Linked DNA regions of Mus musculus: region 1 is linked to region 2. Evidence: chromatin contacts called from public promoter capture Hi-C data. All regions are on one chromosome and are shown on one strand. Each heading gives the region's core, a stretch centred on a gene start, on an enhancer-like site or on the middle of the called end of the contact. The rest is flanking DNA. Distances are from core to core; before and after follow the strand shown.

Evidence for each region. Promoter capture Hi-C pulls out the DNA fragments that hold promoters and counts their contacts.
Region 1: a promoter capture Hi-C map of liver shows a contact between it and region 2, with 2.2 times the contacts expected there. The contact joins the enhancer-like site here to the promoter of Kmo in region 2. A contact is called at or near these places in 5 of 39 promoter capture datasets (the 3T3-L1 cell line, the C10 cell line, hippocampal neurons and 1 more) and 2 of 115 datasets of contacts at active chromatin or transcription factors (astrocytes and large pre-B cells).

The regions. Positions count from the first base shown.
Region 1 is chr1:176,730,761-176,737,039 of GRCm38.p6, forward strand. Cep170 (centrosomal protein 170) reads right to left here. Exons shown (of 20, transcript NM_001099637.2): 19 at 6,084-6,135; 20 at 2,893-5,221. The coding sequence ends at 4,920. Among named protein-coding and RNA genes, the nearest start is that of Gm26104, 33 kb to the left of the region's middle. Within about 2 kb of position 2,286, at least 51 of the 459 cell types and tissues checked have an H3K27ac peak or open chromatin away from gene starts, as enhancers often do.
Region 2 is chr1:175,628,109-175,634,800 of GRCm38.p6, forward strand. It overlaps Kmo (kynurenine 3-monooxygenase (kynurenine 3-hydroxylase)), which reads left to right and starts at 4,085. Exons shown (of 15, transcript NM_133809.1): 1 at 4,085-4,165. The coding sequence starts at 4,112.

The sequences.
Region 1 (6,279 bases), core at 1,036-3,535, 1.1 Mb after region 2:
TCAAAGCTCTGGAGACTTGGGGGTGGGGCATAGAAGCTGTAAACAAAACGATGTAACAGTGTTTGTATTAATCTCATTCAAAACTTTTTTTTTTTTTCAATGAAAATCTATTGCCACTACCCTGAGTATTGTAAAGTGACACTGGAACCCCTATGCTATTTGTATCTGCAAGAAGCACTGGCATTAATTCCTCCTCCTCCCACCTCCAAGTAGTTTTAGCTGCATCTCACCTAGTCCCAAGGGATAGTTCCTCTTAATTCACCTTGTCCAGGGATATGTGGGAAATGCTGCAAGCACATTTCTGGTGACAGCCTTGATCCAGGGCTACCAGTTTTCTGTCACAGTTCTGGCTTTCACTTTTAAAACAAGAGGTAGTTCCTCCACAGACAGAGCTCTCACCATTCAGCTCTGTAGGACTCAACATTCAGCTCTGTAGGAGCTGGTTCACTCTTTCATCTGTTTATAAGAAACAGCAGGATTTCCGGCTTCTGTTCCAAAAGAAGGACTTTTTCTGGGGCTGGGGCTGTGGCATGTAAGGGTGGTTGAGTATTGGGTCAGCTTGCTCAAGTTTAGCAGCTCTTTAAGTTGAAAACTAGTGGTGGGTGACCATGAACAATCTGAATACATAAGTCAAATCCTAATTGGACTACTGGGGAAACTTATCCTCTCTCTCTCTTTCTTCTTCTTTTTTTTTTATGTTTTTTTGTTTTGTTTTGTTTTGTTTTTGTTTTTGTTTTTTTCAAGACAGGGTTTCTCTGAATAGCCCTGGCTGTCCTGGAACTCACTTTGCAGACCAGGCTGGCCTCGAACTCAGAAATCTGCCTGCCTCTGCCTCCCGAGTGCTGGGATTAAAGGCGTGCACCACCACCGTCTGGCAAAACTTATTCTCTTATTGCAGGTTCCTTCATCTCTAACAGAGAAACTCAAGAGTCGTGGGGATAATGCAGCTAACACTCTTGGTAAACTGCCCAACAGGGCCGTACTCTTTTCTACATTTGTGCCTCAACTACCTCAAATATGAAGCAGTTGAATTAAATGTAATATCTGCCAATTCTAGATCTAATACTACATACCTTAAAACTACAAACGTCCATCCACTTCAGAATAGGACTTTGCAATAGCTTGAACAGTATGGTGAAACTAAGAAGATTTCAGGGAACAAATGTTTACTGCATGTTTCCGTATGCATATGAGCAATGCAGAGCAGTGAACATTCCAACAAGCAATGGCTCCAGGTGGCAACATCAGCTACATATAGGCATCAGCAAGGGACTGGCTTTATGGTTTGGGAAACTGCATTTGGAAGGGAGGGGGGGGGGGAGAAGTGATTTAGCTCGGCTCAGGGAACTTAAACAAAACTTTGAATATACAGCTATGAGGCTCAGATATTCCTTCTAGATTCCTGTTGTACTGGCCACTCTCACATTCAAATAACATAAAGGTTTCCCAAACTTAGACATGTTGTGGACTATTTCCTGGAGATCTGTAATTTGCATGCAACTACAGGTCCAACAGAGTATCTCAGACATGGGTGGTACCACCACAGCTCTGGGGAGCCTCTGACCGTGTTTAAGACCTAACTGGACTGTGGCATAGCAGGTGTCAGTGAATCAAGAGCACACAGGAAAGCAAACAGGGAAGAGAAGGGCTACAAAGTTCCTACAACCTGATGAGAATGAAAATGAATCAAAAGGAATCTGAGCATACAGAGCAGTGTGTATTCCCTTTAAGATCAGCCAAGGGGCAACAGGAGTATGACTTATGGTACTAGAGGAAAATGGGCTTTTCACCCTCTCAGTGTAGGATCAAGGACCGTTTACTTCTGATGAGTATACTGCTTAGTATGTTAAGACAGTAGCTACAGAATGGATTAGGTCTGGGCAAAACTGAATCTGATGGGTTAGGCGACTTCAGTGAGTTTATATATAAGAACCTTGCAGTGTTTTTGAAGCATTATTTCATAGTCCCTTGAACTACAAGAACCTTAGATAAGATGAAGCTCTCATTTTATAGATCAGAGTTGAAGGACCACATTCACAGGAATAGGTCTGGATCTCAAAACATTCAACTGAAATCCCTCAAGAGTTGTTCCTGCCAGAGACACAGCAAACAGGTCCAAGGACAAGAAGGAAGTTAGAGGATGCAGAAGCTGAACAGGATGTCTACCCTGGAAAAGACAAGGCCAAGGACACAAAGGAAGTTCAATGGCACAGAAGTATGGCGTTCTACCCAGGAAACACCTGCAGTGACGTAAGAGAAGTACATACACATGTGTCATATGAAGAGGGGAAATGAAAGTATACAAGACACTTGCTATGGTATCAAAGAAGGAAGTTTTGTGAAGATGTAGGTAGGGTCTGAGGAATGGCAGGGCTGTGGGTAAACAGTGCAGGGTGGAAGAGCAGGCAGAAATTATACTGAGAAGCAGCATGTAACAGGGTTAGAATATGGAAAGCCACACAATCAAGCTGTGAAATTCTTGCTATTGATTAATAACGGAGACATTCAAGACTCTTGAGACCCACTGAGAATGAAAAAAAGTCTAAATTGATATTTTTTAAATTGAAGATGTTCAAGATATTTAAACTTCTCCTTTGTTTCCCCGATATACTACTGTCAGAAAGCTTTTGGATGACTCAAGGCTGACTACAAATAACTTGTGTGTGTGTTTGTGTGCATGCATGTGTGTGCTTGTATGTGCACATGCACACATCCATGAACATATGTTACACTAGAGTATTAAGCTATTGTATTACATTTGTTAGTAATCCATTAAGAATACTGTTTTGGATGATCATATAGTTATTAAAACTGGAAGGTTCCTTTATAAAAAGTTGTTTGGTAAATTTATAAATGAAAATATATCACATGGTAAAAGACATGAAATCTATGATCATTGCATAAAGTTCCAGAAACACTTTATTTAAAAATGGAGTTGTAAATGCATAACAAAATAAAGTAATAAATGTAACAAAAATAAATAAGGAGAATGTATTCATATAAAATAAAAATAACATAGTAAAAGGCCAAATGTTTATAATTGAACAAAACTGTGTAAACAAACAATAACGTAAGTAGATAATTTAATACCTTCTTAGACTCCTTATCTTGTATTCTTCATGTAGATAGACTCAGTACCAAACGTTAACTAAAGGGGGGAACAATCATGATTATTATGCATAACTTTTTCTTGAAATGGACTGACCCTGCTTCGATGTTTTGTTTGTTCCTTCAAAGCATCTCACTTCCCTTTTACATTTGTTAAAATCCTTTTGAAGTTTTACTTCATGAGAGCTGTGAATTTAGCTTTACAAGGAGAACAAATCCTTTTCTGTTTTTTAATTTAAAGAAAAATATGAGATCCATTACACAGCAGACTTATGTTTTACATCTTACAAAAACATTTTGCATTTTTATTAACTGATCCAACATCATAGGATTTCTTAGATCCTAAAAAAAAAAAAACCTTGAAGAGCAGTTACCTTTTCCTTAAAACAAATGTAGCGTAGGTTATTGCTAAGATATCAAAGACCACATCACAAAGCTGCAGTTTACTCTTTATAGACTTAGAGCCTTTGAGTAAATCCAGGCCTATTAATATATTTAAAAGAATTAAGATTCACCCAAATTATAGTGTTCTGGAAACACAAAAATAATTCCTTTATTTAAAAACTTATTGAAATGTGAGCTTACTGGAAAGAAAACAAAACAGTAACAAAAACCAAGTTTAGAGAAGATATTTTTCACAGGCTTTCTTTTTAGTAGCGATAAGCCCAAAGCCTTAGTCGTTGTTGCTGTCTTGCAGGGTCCTTACAAATGTGTAAGACTGACAAAGGGTTACTATGGACCTACAGGGAAACACAGAAGCAATTCAATGACTGGGAGTGCAACTATCAACTACTCTCACAACTACTGATCTTCACGTCTCCTAATGAAGAAAAATTAACCTCATGATCATTTGAGGGGCATTTCTGTAACATAAAAACTTGGTAACACAGGACAAATATACATGTTCTTAATTTTAAAAATATACTCCACCTAAACTATCTGTCAAATTTAACCTTCCTAGCAATTTAATCTAAAAGGAGAGACAAAATCGTATTTCCTTAAAAAGAAAAACAGAAGAAAAGAAAAAAAGGAAAAAAAGAAAAGTGCCAAATAGCTTTGTATGAAAAGTGGAGTAAAACACTGTGGGGTTAAAACAATACAGTATTGTCAACTTCCTATGTACAAATGTCAGTCCTTAGTGATATATGCATACGCCCATCTATCACTCCCAGTAAATCTTAGTGCAAACATAATAATTAATTTCCATAAACCCCAAGACAAGTTACTTAGCAACAGTTATAAATCACACTATGTTGGAAAGTCTTAGAACGCAGGACGGCTGCTGTGGAGGGTCTGCTTCACTCTACAGAGCAGGGCGGCGCTGTGTCCAGTGACTGTGAGGAATAATATAAACCCTAGTATTAAGAAGCAAATTGAAAGGTTTAACAATCTGTACAGCGGGTGCCAAAGTTCATCTCAGGGGGCAGCTTGGCACAGGAGACACAGGGGCTCAGAAATGTGGATATTTTAGTTTGTTTGTAGGTCACAGCATGGCTTAAAACAAACAAACAACAACAAAAAAAAACTATGAAGGGAAAGGATGAAATGATATGATTTCATCTGAAAATCACAGAACCACAAAAGGCGAAGCCGATATAAGCTGCCTCTGCTGAGTGTGCTTCAAGTGGCTGTCTGAGTGGTTTGAAAAGACTGGTGTGACACATTAGAAGTAAAAATAAATAAATAAATCAAGAAGACAAAGATAACAAGATTGTTGCTGACCAAGCTCTCTTGTTTTGTATGTCAACATTATGCTGCTTCCAATGCCCCTACTTACTCCATGGGTAATGTCTCTAACAAATAAGGAAACGTCATTCGTGTACTGTAACATCCTCCTCTTCCCCATCAGGGTTGAACCTATTGAAATGGATACTGAAATCAGCCTCAGATTCAGCATTCTCAAACTCAGTGGAGGCTGCTGCTGCCACTCCCGCAGCAGCAGGGTGTAGGGCTCTAGTTTCTGGTGGGCAAAGTGCTGGCGTCTGACTAGGGCTGCTGTGGTTATTAACAGGGCTGGACTTCTGTTTTGGTGGAGATGGCAGGATAGCATTGGGAAATCCCATGTTGTTAAGAGCCTCCAAAGTCCCATCTGGGTCAATCATGGCATTTATCACTAAAGGAAACAAAAAATAAAGAGAGGTAATTCTGTTTTTAGCAAGATGCAGATATGAATACTTCTTATCATTAATAGAGACTTTAGCTAAAGTAAGCTAGTAACCTCTAGTTAAGTGAGCTAGATCTAACATAACCTGGTTCAGTAACCAGTGGTTAAGTCTACATTGTAGACTATACATATCTGAGTGCTTCTCCTAGGACTCTGCAGTCCATACAGACACTTTAGGTGACTGCAAACAGTGCATGGAAGGGAAAAAGCCAAGAGCTTTCTAAACTTGCTTTTACCATCATAGAGGATTACTAAAAATACTGGTTATGTTTTCAACATCCAGATTTTTATCAAATACAAATATCAACAATTGTTCATTATCTCTATGCCAGTTGTGGCGGCCTCAGAGGTGGAGGAGGAGGATCAAGAGCTCCAGCAACTTGGTGAGGTCCAGACCAATCTGCATAGACCACTTCCGATAGAGGGAAACAACAAAAAGATTTTACATTGGGAACTATCTATATCTATGTATCCATGTTTATGGGGCTAGGAAAGAAGCCAGGGCCTTACACATGCTAGGCAGATATCCTAGGATGGAGACACATCTCTAGTCCTTTATATATAGAGTTGTAAAACTTCCCTTTATGAATAACTTGGATATATTCAACTCTATACTTTTATAAGTACTGGTTGATATATTCAGTCAAATACTGTTTCAATAATTAAGAATGTAAGAAATATATTTTCAGAAATGGAATACACTGAGCTGGTCTCAAACTCAATCCTCTGGAATGCTGGGCCTCAGGCATCCCAGAACCCCGCACACTACCTTATCCAGATGCAGCACTACTTAATCTAGCAGTACATTTACCTTGCAACTGTTTTTCAACTCTTTTAAGCTCCTGTAAAATAGAAGAAATCTCCTGTAGGGAAAGAAATACCCCAAATTAGCTTCTTACCAAATTAAACCATTCTCCTGTTACAGCAATGCAACTCTATGGTACTGCACTCGTAGCTACACACAAGACATCCATCAAGCAAGATCCAATTTATAATCGTTAATAATG
Region 2 (6,692 bases), core at 2,835-5,334:
GTGCATTAAAGACTAGTGCAGGTCTACATGGTCAGCTCCAGGAGAACCAGGGCTACAAAATGAGACCCTGTCTCAAAACAAACAAACAAAAAGTCATTTTAAAGCCTACTGCTATAATTTAATTCAGTGCTGGAAATGGTCTTAAATAAAAAGTAGCTATGATCTTTTTTATAGACTTAATAGTATTCTGTTTCATGAATTTAAAAAATGATTTACTCTTTTTGTTGTGATTTTGGTTTGGGGTTTTCTGCCACAGTACACAGATAGAGGACACTTTGTGGGAACTGGTTCTCTCCTTGCAGTACGGGGATGCAGAATATGAAGCTTTCAGGACTATTGACGAGAACACTTACCTGCTGAGGGTCTCCAGGATCCAAGGATGTCTATTGATATTGCTGTTTTTTATCTTAAATTCCTTTGAACATTGGTACCTCTACAAGTTTCAGTTATTACTCATCCAATTAGAGTTATCATTTTATTTTTCATTGGTTTCATTTCTGTTTCAAGCACATATCCAGTTCCTACCCCTAATTTAACTTTTTGAAATTTTGCATGATGGATTTTATATGTGTAGATTCATATCTTTCAACAATCTCCTAAGACACATAAAATATTCCAGAAAAATTTCTTTTTCTTTCTTCTTGTGATTTTTATTTCATTGAAATACCATGTAACCCAGGCTGGCTGTAAACTCACAGTCCTATTGCTTCAATGTTTCCAGGGCTGGGATTGCAGAAGTGGGTCATTTAAATGTATTAATTAATTCATTAAACACTAAAAGCAACCTTATTAGGTAGTACCCACTATAATCCCTTTTGCAAAGAGAACATTGATGTCTAAGAACTCCCAACTATTAATGTATATTTGCCTTCTAGTAAATCAATGAAAGTAATTTTATACTTGTAACAGCAATATAAAGTTGCATTTTGGCTAAATAAAATGTCTACCAATCAGGATCAAAAGGTGAATCGTATAAGGAATGTGGAATAGGAGTAGCCAAAATGTGAAAAACATTGGCTTAGCTCACCATTGTCAATAATGAACATGAATTTAAAGCCTTTTTTCTTACAGTTGACACTGTACATCTTTATTTTAGGATGCAACCTTCTATCTAAAATAAAATCGTGGTTTTGCTTTGCTTAGAGTTGTATTTCTTTAAACTAGGGACTGACCTGATAATAGGAACCTGCTTTGTTCTTGTTGATGCCTGATGATTTTGTTTGTTTTTTATTTATTTGCACTCTGTTCTTTAGGGGATGTGACCTTTGTCCTACTTTAAGAGACAAGTATAACCTTAATCTAACGGTTTTCTCTTCTGCTCTAAAGCTCAACCCCCAGCTGACAGAACTGATATCAAAGTTCAAATCTGGTCAAATCCTGGGGCGAGGATAACAGTTTAGCGGCAAAACTCTTGCACAAGGTTCAGGGTTCCAGTCTAGCAGTGAGGAAAGAGACTGAACTGGGACGGGGTCTCTTATGATTCTCAATAAAGGCCTTAAGGTATAAGTATCCCGTGTAGCTTGGGTGGTTACGAGGAGACTTTTGTTTTGGGTTTTGTTATTTTGTTTTGTTTTGTTTGAAGATAGTAAGAAATAACCGAAAAAAGTTGTATATATAGGAAAATTCTGTAGAAAATGTATAAGACAGAACAATAAAATTCTCTTGCAAATAAGAAGAAATACTGAAAGATAAGCAAAACAGGATGGATGCGTTCATAAGATTAGCAGTCTGACACAGTAAACATCAAATAATATAAAGGAATAGAGCGGGGATAAGCCTTTTGTCTTAGAGTTTTACTGCTGTGAACAGACACCATGACCAAGGCAAGTCTTATAAGTACAAAATTTAATTGAGGCTGGCTTACAGGTTCAGAGGTTCAGTCTATTATCATCAAGGCAGGAACATGACAGCATCCAGGCAGGCATGATGCAGGAAGAGCTGAGAGTTCTACATCTTCATCTGAAAGCTGCTAAAGTCTTCCAGGCAGCTAGGATGAGGGTCTCAAAGCCCACACCCACCGTGACACACCTACTCCAACAAGGCTACACCTCCTAATAGTGCCACTCGCTGGACCAGCATCACACTTTTAAACCAATAAATTCAAGAAAGGGTCATTGGAGCTGGAGAGATGGTTCAGTGGTTAAGCGCACATGCTGCTCTTGCAAAGGACCCAGTTTGGTTCCCAGCACCTGTGCAGTGACTTACAACCAGCTGTGGTTCTGGCTCCAGGGGATCCTACGCTATCTTCAGGACTCTGAAGATACATGTGCTGACATATGAATGCTCTCACACAGCTCGCTACACATAGTTTTATAATACAGAAGCATCTTTTTTAAAAAGAGAAGTGAATTCCAGCAATCCAGCAGATATGAGCTAACCAGAGCAAAGTCTGTTAACAAGAAATGTTGAACCACCAGGGGCAAAGGCAAGAGATAAGAATCTTCCAAGGACGTTCCATCCCACGTAGCAGAAATACATCAAGGTTTCAGAACAGTGGGAACACTGGGAAAATAGAAATATGACCACGAAGCTGGAGCTACAGGACAAAATCCAGATGGATCTTAAGAAGCACAAAGCTGAGGAAGAAGTCATTTATGAGACAAAACATGGCTTGAAGAAATAGCCCATGGTAACTAGAATGCTCGCTTAGCATGTGTGAGGCCTGAGGCAGCAGACTACTGGAAAGCTGGTGCTATTTTCTTTCTTGGACTCTGTGAAAGGCACACGCTGTGCTGGAAACTATTGTACTGTACATTTATTCTTAAGTACTTTACTTGCATGTGCAATACTCCTTCATTTTTAAAAAGCTTCTAAAAAGACACGTTTTTCTCTATATTGATACTGAAGTAAATTGAAAGAAAAATTAGGGTGGAAAGGGGTGTGAAATCTGCTAACATTTATATTGAAAAGGACGGGAATGAAGAGGAAGAGAGAAAATGAGGCCAAGAGGGAAAGCAAGGAAGGTAGAAAGAAGGGAAGGGAAGGGATGGAGAAAGGAAGACAGGAAGGAGGGAGAGAAAGCTTCAGGGACCTTGGAGAGGAACCAGGAATTAGCACAGCAAACCACTGCAAGATGCTTGTCTCTGGACAAGAGAGATAGGCTCCTAAAGAGACAGAATCTACAATATTACCCTTCTTTGTATGCCCTTGCCAAATCTTTAACTTCATTCTGTGTGATATATAGCATACTATAATGACTCAGCCTTTTTCTAGCACGTCTAACATACTCTCCTACAGGGGCACTATCGGGTGGTGTTTCCTTCCAGTCCCTACCCAAAGAAATGCCATTTGTGTTCTCATCAGAAATTGGAAAAACCAATAAATCTTCATTGATGCTCTTATTTTATTTTAATCACAATACGATCTAGAAAAGAAGCACAACTCACGAATAGGCCCCCAAACCAAGCACTATACGTTTCAAATGAAGTAGAGATGTCAAAGTGATGAGACACCCTCAAACCACACATTTGAGTAGAGATGCAGGGTGTTCACCATCTTGCCCATGGCAAAGCATGAGCTAGATTCTAAAGTCCTAGGCAAGAAAAAAACAAACAAAGCAAAACTCTGGTCAGTCTAGTTACACCTCTAGAAATCCTACTCAGGAGATTATTATGACAGCAGAGAATGTTTCCCAGCAGAGACAGTTAAGGCAACAAGCCCACAAAGTCCTTTCAGGTCAAATTCGTGGTTGTTCTCAGTAACAGCAGGAATTAGCTATGAATTCAGGTCATCTCCCTCTGAGAAAGGGAAGACGCTTCAGAACCCCAGATAACACAAGTTTCATTCAAAGCCACATTTCGAATGAAAACGAAACTGACACACACCACAGAAGGAGAAGAAGAAAAGCCCCGAGGATGCTATTTAAACAGAAAAGGTGTCTCATATGAGACTGGGTTTTTGAAATTTTGGTTATCGCGGTGAATTGTCTCCGAGAGCCAAGCTGATTAGACTTTGAGCTTCTAGTGAGTTAAACACTTATCAGAGGAAGTGAGCTTTGACCAAACCTTGCTTCTGGCTCACAAAGGCTCTGGACTTCTGGCAATAAAAAGATCGCAAAACATCAGCATGTAGGACAGAGAGTTCCGACCTGAACAGAGGTGTTCTGGAAGCTATGGCATCGTCTGATACTCAGGGGAAAAGAGTGGCTGTTATTGGCGGTGGTTTGGTGAGACTGCCCAGGCGTTTACTGCTCTTTGGGCATTTATTTTTATTATTATTATCTCACTAATGATTTTTTTATTGTGTGTGGGTTGTTGATTCTGATAGTTAAACCTTTTAAGGTTTAAATATATTTGCTATAAATATGGTATTGCTTTTCACTACAGTTATTAATACACACTGATCGCTGACATTTCTATGAATACCATGTCCAGTACTGATTATGTCTCTCTACCCTTCCACACTCTTCCGTCTCCCACATCTCCTCAGTCTCTCTTAAAATTTTAGGTCTTCTTTCTTCTTCTTCTCTCCCTCTCTTACCTCTCCCCACCCCATGTATGTGTGTGTGTGTGTGTGTGTGTGTGTGTGTGCGCGCGCGCGCGCGCGCGCGAGTAATTTCCATACGTGACAGAAAATATGCAGAACTTGTCTTATGTATTTATATCTCACTTATCCCAATGTCCTCCAAATCCACTCATTCTTACTGAGATGACCTAAGACACATTTTTGTTTTTAAATAACAGGATTTCATTCTTCTTTACCGCCAAACACTACTCCATTGTGTGTGTGTGTACCATATTTTCTTCATTCGTTCATTCACCAGCAGCCATCACGGCAATAAATATGGGTAACAGCATTTGTTTTAAATTATTCCTTCCAGGAACTGTATTTGATATCCACTAAATACACGAGTGTCTATTTTATCATTTTGATTTAGCATCCCCTAAAAGACAAAACAGATTTCACTTTATTTTGCTTCCAAACATGACTTTTCTTTAAAACAGGAATGTATCTCAGGTCATTATAATAAAAAAGTTTTGTCCCACTCTGGTTAATAAGCCCAGTACTCTCTACTCAGAAGAAAAGGGTCAAGACACATGAAATTAAAAAACAAAAACAAAAACAAAAACAAACAAACAAAAAAACCCTATTAGATACTCACTAGCTATTCTGATAAGTGGGAAGTAACACACTTGCCCACCCAAATTACTTGGCTGCTCCATTGACAGGGTAGTGAGTGGGTCCCTTACTTCTTATGCGAGCAGGTAAGGTCACAAGGCTGTCACTCAGACCTAGCAAGAGGTGAGATGGTATTGAGAGGAGTGTGTATGTGTGTCGTATTTTCTTAGCCAAAGCTAGCTCCCTTAAAACAAGCAAGTAAGCAAATAACAAAAGCGTACATTTTTTTCTCTCAATAGAACTTCAGTATTCTAAAACTGGTTCCAATTAATTGAAATCATCACAGATGCTCTTTAAAATTAAGAAGAGAACCTCTCTACAATCCGGTCACACCGCTTCTCGGGAAAATGAATATAGCAGATCCTTTATTATTATCTGATTCTAGAGAAGCAGGTATGGTTGCCCACATCTGTAATGCTAGCACTCAGCAGGACAGGGTAGTGGAGTGAGGTTGAAGTTTACCTGGAATACACAGTAAGAGCCTAAGAGCCCATGTCTCAGCAAGGCCAAGCAAAACAGAGCACTCAGGAAGAGCATCGTGTACTGTGGGTGTCAGGCCTCAGGCCAGCCTTTGCCCTAACTCTCTCCTATCAAATTATTGAACAAAATGAGAATGTATGCATTGCTACCTGTATTGTTTAAGGTACTATGGATAAAGGAGTGAGCCTTCTGGGGAGGAGAAGGGCAATGGAGGAGGAAACAAGAGAGGGGAGTCAGCAGTGAGCTATCAGAGCAACCCAAACACAGCATTGCTACGAGAGGACAAGAGGATCTTGGCAGTTTCTGTTTGTAGGCCAGTCAAGGACAGCCCTCCGATGGAGGGATGGGACCCACCACCTCCACTGGATGGGAAACAGACTTGGTCAGAGCCTATAACATCTTAGAACATCAGGGAAGAAGAGTGGATTTTGTTCAAAGTTGTGTTATGCTTAAAGGCCTTGGGGGAGGGGGGTGGATTTTAGTAAGAAGGAAGACTATGATTTTGAAAGATCCTACATGCTGGGCATGGTAGTGTACGCTGGTAATCACATCACCGGGATCCTACGTGCTGGGCATGGTAGTGTACGCTGGTAATCACATCACCGGGATCCTACGTGCTGGGCATGGTAGTGTATGCTGGTAATCACATCACCGGGATCCTACGTGCTGGGCATGGTAGTGTATGCTGGTAATCACATCACCGGGATCCTACGTGCTGGGCATGGTAGTGTATGCTGGTAATCACATCACCGGGAGGCTGAGGACGGATGGAAGTTCCAGACAAGTCTGGGCTTTATAACAAGTCTCTGTCTACAAACAAACAAACAAACAAACATCCTCAGGCTTTTTATAGAGAACATCTAGAGAAATTGGGGAGAGCCAAGACACTGGCTCTAGAAAGCTGCTGTACATCCATGCTACTCAAGAGTAGCAGCAATGATGGAAGGGAACAAATCTACCTGATTTTAGAAGATGCAAAAGTCTGTCCATTTTCCATAGATTTCTCCCCAAATAACACTCAAACAGTACTTTCACAGTGGAGTTGTTTCCTACACGTGCCCTGAAGCTGCTCAGCTTTCCTTACTGCAAATTTT